Regions from separate parts of the Danio rerio genome. Here region 2 is linked to region 1. Evidence: chromatin contacts called from public Micro-C data. All regions are on one chromosome and are shown on one strand. Each heading gives the region's core, a stretch centred on a gene start, on an enhancer-like site or on the middle of the called end of the contact. The rest is flanking DNA. Distances are from core to core; before and after follow the strand shown. Region 1 overlaps oxct1a (3-oxoacid CoA transferase 1a). Region 2 holds the start of c7a (complement component 7a).

Region 1 (7,146 bases), core at 1,963-4,462:
GTTATTTAATGTGATTGAGCACAGCTAAATGAAAATGAACAGTTGTATTTATAAATAATGTTCACAGATGTAATTCTTAATAGATAATACGTAGGTACATGCATATATACTGTACATGCAGCATAATTAAGAACACCCCATTTTAAAAATGAATATCTGTATCCATTTCTCAGTGAATATAGGCAATGTATTTTTGGTGCATTTAAACAAAACAGATATATTTATTAAAATAATATTTTAGTAAACAATCATTTTTAGAAATTGAAAGATATTACAATTAAATTTTAGCAGAATATAAAGAAAATTAAAATTAAAACCTACAAAATTTCAACTAATTTAAATAAATAAAAAAAAAAAATAATAGAAATAATAGAAATATAAAACATAAATTTGGGTGTTCTAGTTTTGGACCGTTATCGTAAGTTATTTGGTTAGATAAGCTCCAGATTTGGCTTCACTACTGACTAATGAATATGCACAAATCTAATATTGTATAGCTTCCTATTTAAAATATGCTCTTAAAATATAGATTTGTGAAGGGTGTACATATGTATGCTGAGCACTGTACATATGTTAAACAACATATTTCACTGATCTCAATTTTTTGAATGGTCTATATATAATATAAATATGTGTTTTATGGTGAATATTATAAAAGGATTTTATATTAAAATACTTTCCATATTTCATTCTGTATATAACATTTTATAAAATATGTAACTAATGATTTAATCAATGTGAGGACACTGTATGATTTTAAGTGCTCATTTATTAACATCTTGCAACCTTACATAATTTATTTACAGTGCAGTATTGCGTTTTACCACAAGGGTGCACTGTTTCCTTTTCCATAAACTGAATACACTCGTTTTGCTTTGGTTGATATTTTTTAAAGGGGCACCAATATGGATGCGATGATGACTTGACAATAGCAGTTTCTAATAATATCTCTGCACTGATTTTTATATCTTCTCATTCTACTTTCACAACATTTCATCATTAGTGCTTCTTAAACAGAGAAAAGAACATCACACTCATAGTAATATTCCACCTCAGCCTTTTCAATTTAAAGCTGGTTTTACAGACTTGCTGTTCTGATGTACAGATGCATGTTCTTTTTCTTTTTTTCTTAATCAGAAAAACAGCCCGAAACTTCAACCAGCCCATGTGCAAGGCAGCCAAGACCACGATTGTGGAGGTAAGCGTTGCAGTTAAAATGCATTATTTTAGATTTAAAAGCTTGTGCATGTGTCATATTATTTATCTTATGAATTCAATTTCCCCCAATGTATATATTTCTTGTCCTGCATTTTATTTCAACATTGTTTCTCACGTAAACAAAACAAATTGTGGGTTTCATCTAGATCTTTGAAGTTTTTCTCCCTCTATTCACTCTTTTTCATTTCCTTTCTACCGAGAGCGCTTTTCAAACACTTGTCTGCATATCAAATATGCTTTTATCTAAGCCTTTGTTCAAAACACGCTGCTACGAACAAAAGACTTATCAAAAGGCATTTTCAGTCCAACGAACTCCCATTAATTAATCTGGTCTTCCAGTATTTCTGTTCTTTCTCATGCAGCCTTGGTTTAAAATGACCACTGATTTATTTATTTTTTTCTAGAACTAGGCTTTATACCACTGGTCAATATTAAAGTAGCAAATTACAAATACTCTCAAACTACTTCAATTGAGTAGTTTTTCTCTGGAATTTTAATTTATTAAGTACTTTTAAAAATGTACTTTCCCTTAAGTACATTTATAGTGCAGTATTGGTACTTTTATCCCACTACTTTGCTTCAAAGTGCAGTCACTACTTTATTTTTTTATTAGAAATCATCAAACCTAAAATCATCCAAATATAATGTTAATGAATCATGTTACATCTTGACGTTGGGTAGATGTCTATGACATCTATCAGACGTTGGATTTTGGTTGCTATACCTGATGAATAAATGTCAGTATTTGACGTCAATATGATGTTTGTTTAAGATGTTGGCTCGACGTTGGATTTTGGTCACTTTGTAACACAAGCTAAAATCAACCAAATATCAACCGCAGCCCATCTCTGGGAAACATCCACACTCACATTCACACACTCACTCATACAATACGTACAATTTAGCCTACCCAATTCACCTGTACCGCATGTCTTTGGACGGTGGGGGAAACCGGAGCACCCGGAGGAAACCCATGTGAAAGCAGGGAGAACATGCAAACTCCACACAAAAATGCCAACTGAGCCGAGGTTCAAACCAGCGACCTTCTTGCTGTGTGGCGACAGCACTACCTACTGCGCCACTGCCTCGCCACCTTTTAATGTTACTTTTTGTAATTTTTTTTTTTTTTTGGTTTGCGATCAATTTATTACTAGCACTATCATCCAATATAAAGTATTTTCCTAGCCAATATGCTATAATTGTCTTTTGCTGCAGTGAAAATATATTAAAAGCATTTTGCTTAATTTCTACATTATTTATCACAAGCATTATATTAAAATGTTTCTGTTAAAGGGACAGTTCATCTCCCTATCATAATTTTGCCATCATATTTACTCACCTTGGATTTTATTGTGAGTTTTTTTCTATTGAACACAAAAAGAAGATATTTTGAAGAATGTTGGAAACCTGTAACCATTGACTTCCATAGTGAAAAGTAACAACTAATATGTAAGTCAATGGTTGCAGGTTTGCCACTTTCTTTAAAATATATTCTTTTGTGTTTAATTACAACAAACATTTTTTAAAGATGTAAGTATGTAATGGTAGAATATCCAGTTTTGGGTGAACTATCCCTTTAATATGTTTTAATGTAACTATAAGCTAACTTGAATGATCAATGAAAAGTTGTAATTTTAACTAATGCTTCTTTTCCTGTAACTACTCTTTACAATCAGTCCACCAATCAATCCATTAGTAGAACAATCATTCACATTTAGCAAGATTTGTGGCTTGCTCTTATTCTTTAATTGTCTTCTGCTGCAATTGTATCGGATGCTATTTGTACATTTCAAGCTTTTATTTGCCTGCTTTTCAGTCTTTATTGTAGCTATGAGCAGATATTAGTGGCCGGTATCATCTGACAATACGGTTATTGCAGTGCCACTAAAGATAAGCTTATCAGTTGACTGAGCGCACAGTAATGGTTTAAGGTCTTTTTCAATGTTTGTGCATCTGGTGATGAAAGCCGTCCTGCTAGGAGAACGAATCAGTCCAATGAGTGCTCAGCAACAGCGTGTATCTTGCGTTCTGCCTCTGTTTGACTGCTTGAGATGTTGTTTGTGGTGGCAGCCCTTCAGATTTCGCAGCAGGGACTCAGGATAAAGATTGACTCATGCCATGCACTGCCATTCCTGTTGTCAGGGGATGAGAACAGAAAACCGCCTTACTAGAGCTGCCTGTCGCATCTGCTTCAAAGAGTTTTTTAGTGGAGGAGGCTATTACAGGCAGTTCACCCAAAAATGAAGATTCTGTTATCGTTTACTCACTATTTACTTGTTTCAAACAAAGAGGTTATTTCTTCTATTGATCACAGAAGATATTTTGAAGAATGCTGAAAACCCGTAATCATTGACCTCCATTTATATTTTTATTTTTTATTCCAGATGCCAATGGTTACAGTTTTTTTTTTATTCTAAATATATTTTTTTAGTGTTTGTAGTTTACCCAAAAATTAAGATTCTGTCATCATTTACTTACTCTTTACTCTTTTTTTTTTTTCAAAGCGTTCTGTCTTTTCTTAAACACCAAAGAAGATATTTTGAAGAATGCTGAAAACCTGTATCTATTGTCTTCCATTGAATTTTTTTTTTACTATGGATGCCAATTGTTACAGGTTTTTAGATTCTTTTTTATTTTAAATATCTTCTCTAGTGTTCGTAGTTTACCCAAAAATGAAGTTTCTGTTATCATTTACTCACTCTTTACTTTTTACTTTTTTTTAAAGATAGAGAGTTTTGTCCTCTGTTGAACAAAAAAAAATGTTTTGAAAAATGTTTAAAACCTTTAACCATTGACTTCCTTAGTATTTTTTTACTATGCATGCGAATAGTTAATTTTTTTATTTATGTATTTATTTAATTTCTAAATATCTTCTTTAGCTCTCATAATTCATCCAAAAAAGATTTTGTTATTATTTACTCACTCTTTACACTTTTTTTCAGTTGAACACAAAAAGAAGATAAATTTGCATTAAGAATGCAACTGTTTACTTCCATTGTTTTTTTTTTTTTTTTAACCATGGATGCAAATGGTTACAGGTTCTTAGATTTTCTTTCTAAATATCTTATTTACTGTTCAACCGAAGGAAAGAAAAAAAAAAAATATATATATATATATATATATATATATATATATATATATATATATATATATATATATATATATATATATATATATATATATATATATATATATATATATATGTGTGTGTGTGTGTGTGTGTGTGTGTGTGTGTGTGTGTGTGTGTGTGTATGTACAGTGTGTGTGTGTATGTGTGTATGTATGTATGTATGTATGTATATGTATATATATATATATATATATATATATATATATATATATATATATATATATATATATATATATATATATATATATATATATATATATATATATATAGTGTGTGTGTGAAGTATCTCTTTAATGTGAATAGTTTCAATTTAAAATTCTCTTTTTCAACAAGGACACGTTCACCTAAACTGAAGTGATGGTAGAGATATTTTTGATATTACACATCGTTTCTGTTTCTAATCATTGCGGTTAAATTTCTATTCATCAGACGTTGATACAAGATAAAGCAGCACAACTGTTTCCAACATTATTAATAGAATCAGCATACTGGAATGATTTCTGAAGGAGAATGTGACACTGGCGACAGGAGTAATGATGCAGAAAATTCAGCTTTGCCATCACATGAATAAATTATAATTTACATTATATTAAAAGATAAATGCTGACGCTGTAAGAGAGTATAAAAACACAAATGACTAAATAGTTTAATTACATTAGCCCACATCCTTAGAACATATATGTTTTTAAAGAAATATATAGCTTTTTTTGGTAATAGCACATTTTATAACCTAGAGTTAGATTAAAAATAGTCAAACTCAATGGTTAAGATCTTGGGGAGATGTAAGATGACCCTTTAAAAAAAAAAAAAAAAAAAATCTGTTCCTTTTAAAAATACCCATAACCCAATGTCACTAATACCAACCCCGACCTGTTTTAGAGCGTAATCTTTTCAGGTCTCATGTTGGATCTCACATTGAATGGTTATTAGATCTAAGTAGACTTGTCATGACCTATTCTCTATCTGCACTGTATGAGCGTGCTTGTAAGGCAGGATCATCACTTAAGGGTTAAATGAAGGAGAAGGGAGCTGATTTCTGCTGAGGACAAACAGAAATTAGATAAACATTTTCTTCAGGCAACTAGTCAGTAATACTTCAGGAAAGCATGTAAATAAACACAAATACATAGTTTGATGTGATTTAATAAGGTTGCATTCACTTTAGAAAAGTACCACAGTAGAGTTTGCTAGATGGTGCGCTTCATATTATTCAATGAACAGAGCTCTGACCTTAAATAAACCCAGGCTAGCGTGAAAGCCTCCTAACAAGCTTATGAAGGACCGTTAGAATGATTCACATCATTGTCTTCACATGCAGGCAACAGCATGAATCTGTGTGGGAAATGACTTTCACATAATATACACAAATCTGAGTCATAACCGCTGTGTTTTCAAAATGCATTTGCTAACTGATTTCTTAAGAAGTGTCAATTAAATTGATTTTTAATTGAATTTAAAATAATTATGTATTGAATCAATATTAAGTGAATAGCAATATTTGCTGAACAATGCTCTGAACAGGTGTCAGCCCTATAATATAGCACTATAATTCAGCAATATTTTAAAGATATTCATCTATGATTAATGAATGATTTGCATCTTGGCAATTGACATTCATGTTAAGTTGTTGAGAAACGCACACACAAAAGGAACAAATGCTTATTTGCATACAGAAATCCATCTTAATGACATGAGATCCGTCAGGATAAGCGACTTGATTCATTACACTGTGTGCTCAATAAGGGTGTTTTTTTGTGTGTGTGTGTCTAATTCCTGATGAGGTAAATATTGTTGCAGACAACACTACACTCAAAACAATCTTGAGGCCTAAAAAAATAAGATTTATTTATTCTGTATTCTTACATATAATATTTCCACCCATATACTTTTAATGTAATTGAACTAGAAACATTTAAGAACATGATTTACGTTATAGTATCAATGTGTTTGAAATTCTACTTATTAATTTAAAACACGTTGAATTTAATCTGTTGTGTGGATTATGTAGTTATCAATTTTGCCTCTAAATATTAATATAAGTGAAGCAATCTCATATAATTTAACTATTTGTATCTTGCTTTTTCTACAGCAAGATTTATTTATACCATTTTCATTTATTTATACCAGATTAAATCTGGTGCACGGCATGGTGGCTCAGGGGTTAGCACTGTCGCCTCACAGTAAGAAGGCTGCTGGTTCGAGTCCTGGCTGGGTCAGTTGGCGTTTCTGTGTGGAGTTTGCGTGTTCTCCCCATGTTCACGTGTGTTTCCTCCCAGATGCTCTGGTTTCCCCCATAAGATAAGATATGCGCTATGGATGAATTGAATAAACAAAATTGGCCGTAGTGTATGAGTGTGTCTGTAAATGAGTGTGTATGCGTGTTCCCAGTAGGGGATTCTGGAAGGGCATCTGCTGTGTAAAACATGATCTGGAATAGTTGGCGGTTCATTCTGCTGTGGCAACCTCTGAAATGGAGACAAAGCTGAAGGAAAATGAATGAAAACGAACCAACAAAAAACATTGAAGCTATCCTATAAGTATAGTGAATGGAAATTTAGATGATTCGAATATAATTCAAATGTTACATATTGATTCCCTAACATAATTCACAAACACATGCAAACGGTGACATCTCGAAAAAGACAACACCATAATGCATATTTGAAATCATAAAAGACTGTTAAGATTAATTTCAGTCAGACAGTCAGGCATTTTCTGCCTGTGCAGCCCTCTGTTATTGTGAGGATAACTTTGTGGCTATGAGCATTTATTAATTTGATGTAAACGCTGGATTCTTA
Region 2 (7,146 bases), core at 1,935-4,434, 140 kb after region 1:
CCATTTTTAATGTTTCTAGAACTTGCTGACCATTACTGGAATAAAGTTCATTCGTTCATTCTTTCTGAAAACTGGGATGAGAGTGAAATCAATGTAAGGACTGTGTGCTTTTCCACTGCACAGCATTGTGTTGTGTTCAGAGCATCTTCACCAATTGGTTTCTGTGTATACCTGCTTTTTCTGTTGGTCTCTCATTATTTACCAACTACAGCATGAATTAGTGTGTGGAACTAATAATAAAATGATGTAGAAGCATTCCGGTCAACATTGAGATGTGAAAATAAGGGATATGCCCACCATAACAAATTACTAAATATGTTCATCTGGAGCTGTTTCATTGTAAATAAACAGTTAAATGATCAGTAATAGATTCTATTATTATTATTTACAAAAGAAAAAATAATTAGTATTGGCTAAATTAGCAGTTTAGCTTATTAAAATTAAAAGCTATTATAAAGAAATAGAATCAAGCTATCAAATCTCAATAATCTTTATTTTTCATTGTATAATCTACACATTCTAATTAAAGAGCAATGGATGAATAATCTCAATTATTTAGATTTTTTGTTTCATTATCTTAAACAACAGAGGAGCCACTTTAAAAATGCACACATATAACGTTATAATGAAAGCATTCAAATGCTTATTTTCTAAGGTTTTATGCTCATTTAGGACAAAATTAGTTGTGTTTAATAAAATAAACCAAACCAAGATGGACATTTTTAAATGTTATTATTATTTAATATGTGTATTTGCTTGTTTAAACATGCACCCAAAACCCAGAGTTTCGCTCAGCTTCAAATAGAGTGTACAGAATCTGTTTGGGAGCCAGCGTGTTTTTATCACTATGGGGCACGTCAGCTGACAGTCACGTACCGCTATATGACTGTTTTGAGGATTGCATAGAAGGGGCAACGGCACCTGTAATGAAAAGAAAGGGAATCACTCAGTTTTATATTTATTTTGAAGTGTTTTCCTGTTTAAATAAAACGAAAGCACAGAACAGATTCACATTTAACAGTTAAACTCTGCTACGTTCTCATCGACGTTCGCTTTAAGATTTAAAGGGCTAGCATTGCACCAGACCCCCTTAAGTGATTTTGTTTTAAAGTGTAGAATCTATATTTTATGTACATATGCATTAATTTGGTTTTTATACTACTGCACGAAAGTTATTTACACTTAAATACACAGTATTTTGGATACCCCAGCTGGGTATTGAACATTGGTTCATTTTCAGATTTTTCATATGGTTCATAAATGACACGTACAAGTTATAGCTCAAATGAAAGCTCCTGCCAGTGCTCATACAATTCTAGCATTCTTTTTACTGAATTAAATTCACAAATCAAACAGTTGTTGAATGAATCGCGGTGTTTCCATGGCGCAGAAGTAAAAACAAACATTTATGATCAATAAGCAGCTTCAGATAGCACAGACAGCTGTCATCTCTTACCTTATGCTATGCGCTTCAGGGCCATTCTCCTCTGTTTTTGAGGTGATGGGCATAAGTAATCCTTTTATATGTCTGACGTGGTCCAAACACAGTGAATTATGTTTGATCAAACAAAAGAATAGTGAAATATGAAAACCATGATCGATCCCTGTGGCTTGTATAGCACCTCTCATCAGTTGGTATACAATAACTTTTGCATAGATTATGGTAGAGACATTTTTCTTTTTTCCCGATGATTACAGACATGTGCTGGAACCACTAAAATTAATTACAGCAAACCTAGACCACACAGAACCTAAAAGGTACACTTTCAAAGTTGAGTTTATAAAAAATAAATACAAAAAGCGCCTCTTTTTTCAGGTGTTTATTATAACACAGACAAAATTTACAGTTATTTTAAGCACTTGCAATAGTGTTTTATGAAAATTCAAAGGGTTTTCTTTAAATTTATACCATTTTTTTGCATGTGGATTTGAAAAACTTTTAAATTCGGGTAGGCAAAATCCAGGTAGAAATCCCAAAATAGCACTGGAGTTTAAGAGGTTAAGAGCAAGAGGCATCCCCTGATGGTTCGGCGGTATAGGTTGCATATAGGGAGGATTGGCTCTTTAACATGTATTGCCACCCTTTATAGAAAGATTAAAAATATGGGAGAAATACTGGAAAATACCTTTACGCAATGATAGTGGGATAGAACTATAAAATTATGGGAGAATCCCTGGAAATATGGGAGGGTTGATGGGTGTAGAAGCAATTCTTGTGTGGAGGTGGAGTTTAGCCATACTATTATACAATAAAGTAATGCATTCCACATCATTTTGGCAGATTGGCTTCAATATAAGCTGTTTTTAGAGTTTTGAGTTATGAAACCTTTACAGTATAATGCCCGATATGTCAAATGAACAAGGGAATATTGATTTCTTTGTTCCTTAGCACCTTAAATTCTATAAAGACAGAAAAAAACATGGATGAATAAAAATTCAAATAAAGTCTCCAATATTACAGATTTCATTTGACTTTCAGAGGTTTTCACATACACATTTCAGTGTTTGTAAACACATGCGAATGACTCTGTGAGCACACGACTGGATTTGTGATGCATTATTACCTGCGTGCAGAACATGCTGCTAATAAGAGCTTGGCGATGAGGGGCTCACTGAGAAACTCAATTACCTTTTAATTATACAAATGAGATCCTTAGAGGAACTGTGGATCCTGAGGTCTAAGCAGCAGAAAAGCCTGCCGATTAACCCCTGACCCTGAGACAGTGTATAGCATTATTATTCACAAAGGCATGCGCATTCGTAGGATATTCATGAGGAGACTTTGTCTTTTAAATACAATGATTCTTCCAGTAAACATACACATTTTAAATAGAGCTTTTATATAGTTCTTAATGGTGGAATTCAACTCAAAATTGTGCTTTGTCTCCATCAAGTGTTTATTGTGAATTCCAAATTCAATGTTGTCGGGTTCGTATTCAACACGTGACAAGCTAACATTTATTTACTCAACTGGACATTGGTGGTTTAATTCTCAACATGCTCCATAAATCCTTTAGAGTCATTAGAGAGATTTATGTGCTCTTTCTGTCTCTTGGGTCTCGCTCACATTCCAGTGAAATGAGGATTGTGTTGTTACAGGCATTCTTTGGCAGAGAAATGATCATTTCCCGCTCTCAGCTTGTTTTAGTCAGATAACACTCGGATTGGGAGGGTTTCTCCTATTATGTTGTGGACTGTATAGACAGACAGCTTGCAGAGAAATGTGCGTGCTGCTTCAGATTGCTACAATGAAGGTAAGCACTCTTGATTTTTCAACCAGTATCTAAAAAGTTCTGCATTATTTAAGCATGCATTGATTATGCTAACTCCAATGAGGCACTTTAGTGAAACTGTCAAGTTTAATGCAGTTTTACTCAAATGGTATTTTCATTCAGAACTGGTTTATTAGGAGAAAAACTTGTTTGTTCTCAGTGTGTGTTTCTGCATGGAGTTTTTCTTCTCTCACTGCTGTCTTCAGCTCCAATTACACAGTAAGTAACATTTTTGCATTTATTTTACTAAGTCTGTTGCTTTGTCTGTCCTTCCACTGTAGCTTTCCATATTGTTAAGGTTAAAAAGTGAATTTGAGCTTTGTATGAATCTGCTTGACAGCAAAATATATAGGCTGTCATTAAGGCTTACATAAAAAAGTACTCATAATATGAACTTTAATTTGAACACACTCACATGGTGCCATAGATTACATTAATACAATATGTTGAATTGTTCTCTAATATCTAAATAGAAAGTATCTGGGTTATAGGTAAGTGCCAAAATTCTCCAGAAATTGTTTTATTTGCTCATTTGTAACCACGGGAATTACCCATAGATTCAAAAGCTCAGTTTTGACCATATTTGGAACAGTCGTGAATATTAATGAGATATGATCTGATGCTTGCGAAACACTTGCGAAATAATCATACTTCAGTTGTCAAAAATTATTTTTTTAATGGATTTCTTTTTAAATGACATTCTTTGCAACTGAATGGGGTTTATTTTGGCTAGAAGGAATAAGTGAGCTATCTTTATGCCACCAGAGTAACCTAGTTTGCTTCTGAGTTGGAGACTAAATATAGGCTGAATTATAATTAATCCCAACAAAATGGGCAGACAGAGATATATTTTGGAGTTGTATTTTTTGTTTTATATGAAAACACAGGACATTAATATTAATAAACATTACTATGTTCTTCTCTATAAAAATGTGAATTTTATTGGTGCCTCTTTCACTCTAAACAAATAAACAGTAAAAGAAAATCACAGTAAGAGCTGACTGATATGACACAGTGCATAAACATGGATTTAACACTTGTAATGTGTATGTAACAATTTACTTGTGTTTGTCGCTTTTTTGCAACCATTTGCAGCAAATTTCTCACTATACACATTAAACTAACGAAAGATGAAGTTAAACTGACCTTAAAAGTCGAGTAAAGTGCTTTGAAATGTGCATTTTTTAAAAGTTTGGCGTAATCTCAAGTAAAAAATTAAGAGAAGGTGGGACACAGAGTAGGTCCTCCTCTTTAAATACAAAGCCAATTGCTTTTTGTTTGTATCACAGTTTTGCCAGTGAGAATGATTGAACTCAAGCACATCAAATGAAAAGCAAATGAGAAGGGAGCGGGGCATGTCAGATACTAGAGCATTTGATTGGACAAAATTTGATAAGAAACTAAAGTTTGAGGTGACATAAAAATGAAAAGAAAACATTGATCCATTTAGGTGATCTAACTGCACACTGTACATCTTCATTTTGTTTTGATAACACACTAGCTTATATATCCCTTAAGACTGAAATACTGATTCTAACATCTAAAAAACACTATTTTAATTTCATTGGATCTTTAAGCCTCTTTTAGAGGTGAAGGCTGAATAAATTTGTAATCTGCCTTTCCTGAATTCTGTAGTCTGATGATGATGATGATATTGATGTGTTCACTCTATGGCTGCATTACCTTATAGCTTTATAATGCTGGTCACATTTTTAAAATAAGAGTCCCACATACATAGTAAGCTCAGAAATGAAGAGAAAAATATCACTATTGTAGCTAGGAAACCTATTAATGAGCCCTTTTATTGCCAAAGTCTGTATTTTGTTCTTATTGGCCTGTTTTCCATCAGTATTTTACACTCATATTAAAAGGGTGGTGCAGAGTGTATTTTTAAAGCTTGGTTGTGTTTATAATATGTAAAACAATGTGTGCTCATGCTTCATTTTTAATTAGTGACAGTATTTTTTCATATACTTTGATAATATACTGCTATTCAGCTAACATGACACTGACTGTCAAATGTCCTAGTTCCTCTGAAAGCCAGCCCTCAAGAGGCTCTGATTGGTCAGGTAACATAATGTGCTGTGATTGGCTCCACATCACAGAGAAAAGTCACGCCTCTACTAGCAAGCACTTTGTCTCTGCTGTACAAATACTGTCAGTCAGTGTAACTGTTAGCTATATCAGTTTGAGCCTGAATAAGACAGAAAATGACAAGGACACAGCTGAACCTCACACCTGCTCTCTAAAATAATATTTGATAAGTGTCTTTTACTTATAATCAGAGTAAGCATGTGTAAGTAATACAAAACGTTCATATATTTTTGCGAGATCATTATCTGTATGTAGAATACATGGAAAGCAGCTGCATAGAGAGACACTGCATGCGATACAGGTTGTTGGCGTTCACAGGGGTTTGACGGATAAATATGAATTTGTAGCTAAATTGTTGGTGGTGCCAAACAGCATTTCCCATTGTTTACATCCCTGTTTATGTCCTCGCTACAACATACCGTTTATGCTAGAAACTGTGCATGTAATAGATCAATTTTAACAAATAAAAATACTTACAGGTTGTGGCTCACAACCCACAGCTTCTTCTATTATGGTTGGTGCCGCTTCTTCTTTGAGGAGTTTTTAGCAAAATCTAGCACTGAACTGGGAGAGATTCTGGAAGTTGTGCTTTGTCAAATGCTTGCTATATATTCTTTATAATTCTCTGGAACATAATTAAATTAAAATGTAAGCACTTCTCTCTTTTTGTCATGTCCTTTGGAAGACCAAATACAGAAACAAAAGAAGATCTGTGGAAATACCAGTGTTTGCACAGCATTCTGGCTTTTTCTGCTATAACATTACAGCGCCTCTGGCCACGCCCCTTTACCGCACTTGGTGTATGCGTATGGTGAATGCGCGTTACCTGAAGCATTTGTAATCTCATTAGTCTGGATGTTTTTTTTTATTCTTTTTGTAGTCCCCAAACTTTGTTCGCTGTAGTCTTTGCTAAGCTAACTTTGTAAAAGCTAATGTCTCCCTTTGCATTGAACTTTGAGCGTTTTACATTCAGAGATGCTGTTTATGTTCTCACAGCTACATTACACATTAACTAAAGTTTAAAAATGATATTGTAGTTGACCACCTCTTTATTTACATGAGAACGAGGAAACTGTATGTCATTTCCGTGTACTAAATTCTAAATTGAGCTATGCCTAGGTAAATTCAGATGTTCATTCTATGGCACATTTTAAGTTATCTAAATGTTTTGGGTAATTGTAATGAATTGCATAGTTTTTAGCTTGACTGTATTCTGCTGCTGATAACATGCTTTCATTGAGTTGCTCCTGAATCAGTGCAGGGTCACTTAGGTCCATCAGGTCAGCATCTGAACCTGTGCATTGCTTGTGGGGCTCCTGGTCCAGCTGGTCAGCCTGTGATCGCTGCTCCAAAACACAGGTGGGGACAGCGTTGATTTTTTGATCTGCTATTGGATACCATTGTTCATCATTTCTCATCTTTCTTGTGCAATTGTAAATTGTGTAATGATATGTGTGGTGATTGCAGACACAGATCCGCTTCGTAGCAGTCTTCTCTCAGTTTGGCGGTCAGCCTTGCACTGGAAGCTCAACTCGCACACAGACATGCATTTCGACTCAAGTCTGTCCCCTAGAGGAGGGATGCGGAGGACGCTTCCGATGCCAGTCTGGTAATTGTTTTGATATTTTTCTGTTTGTGTGTGTGTGTGTGTGTGTGTACGTGTTTTTGTGACATATCAGGACCTATGTCCTGTAACCTATGTAATGTACCCACTTTTTACAAAAATAAACGTGTGTGTGTGTTTAAAAGTAAATACACCCCAGGTTAATAACAATAATAA

What was found. A called contact is a pair of places that touch in the nucleus more often than the background predicts.
Region 2: a Micro-C map of caudal fin shows a contact between it and region 1, with 3 times the contacts expected there. The contact joins the promoter of c7a here to the enhancer-like site in region 1. A contact is called at or near these places in 3 of 18 Hi-C or Micro-C datasets (caudal fin, skeletal muscle and an unstated tissue).

Annotation. Positions count from the first base shown.
Region 1 is chr8:33,827,104-33,834,249 of GRCz12tu, forward strand. oxct1a (3-oxoacid CoA transferase 1a) reads left to right here. Exons shown (of 17, transcript NM_001007291.1): 7 at 1,138-1,198. Among named protein-coding and RNA genes, the nearest start is that of oxct1a, 21 kb to the left of the region's middle. Within about 2 kb of position 3,213, at least 4 of the 62 cell types and tissues checked have an H3K27ac peak or open chromatin away from gene starts, as enhancers often do.
Region 2 is chr8:33,962,515-33,969,660 of GRCz12tu, forward strand. It overlaps c7a (complement component 7a), which reads left to right and starts at 3,185. Exons shown (of 19, transcript XR_012384448.1): 1 at 3,185-3,254; 2 at 3,433-3,491; 3 at 6,623-6,725; 4 at 6,834-6,975.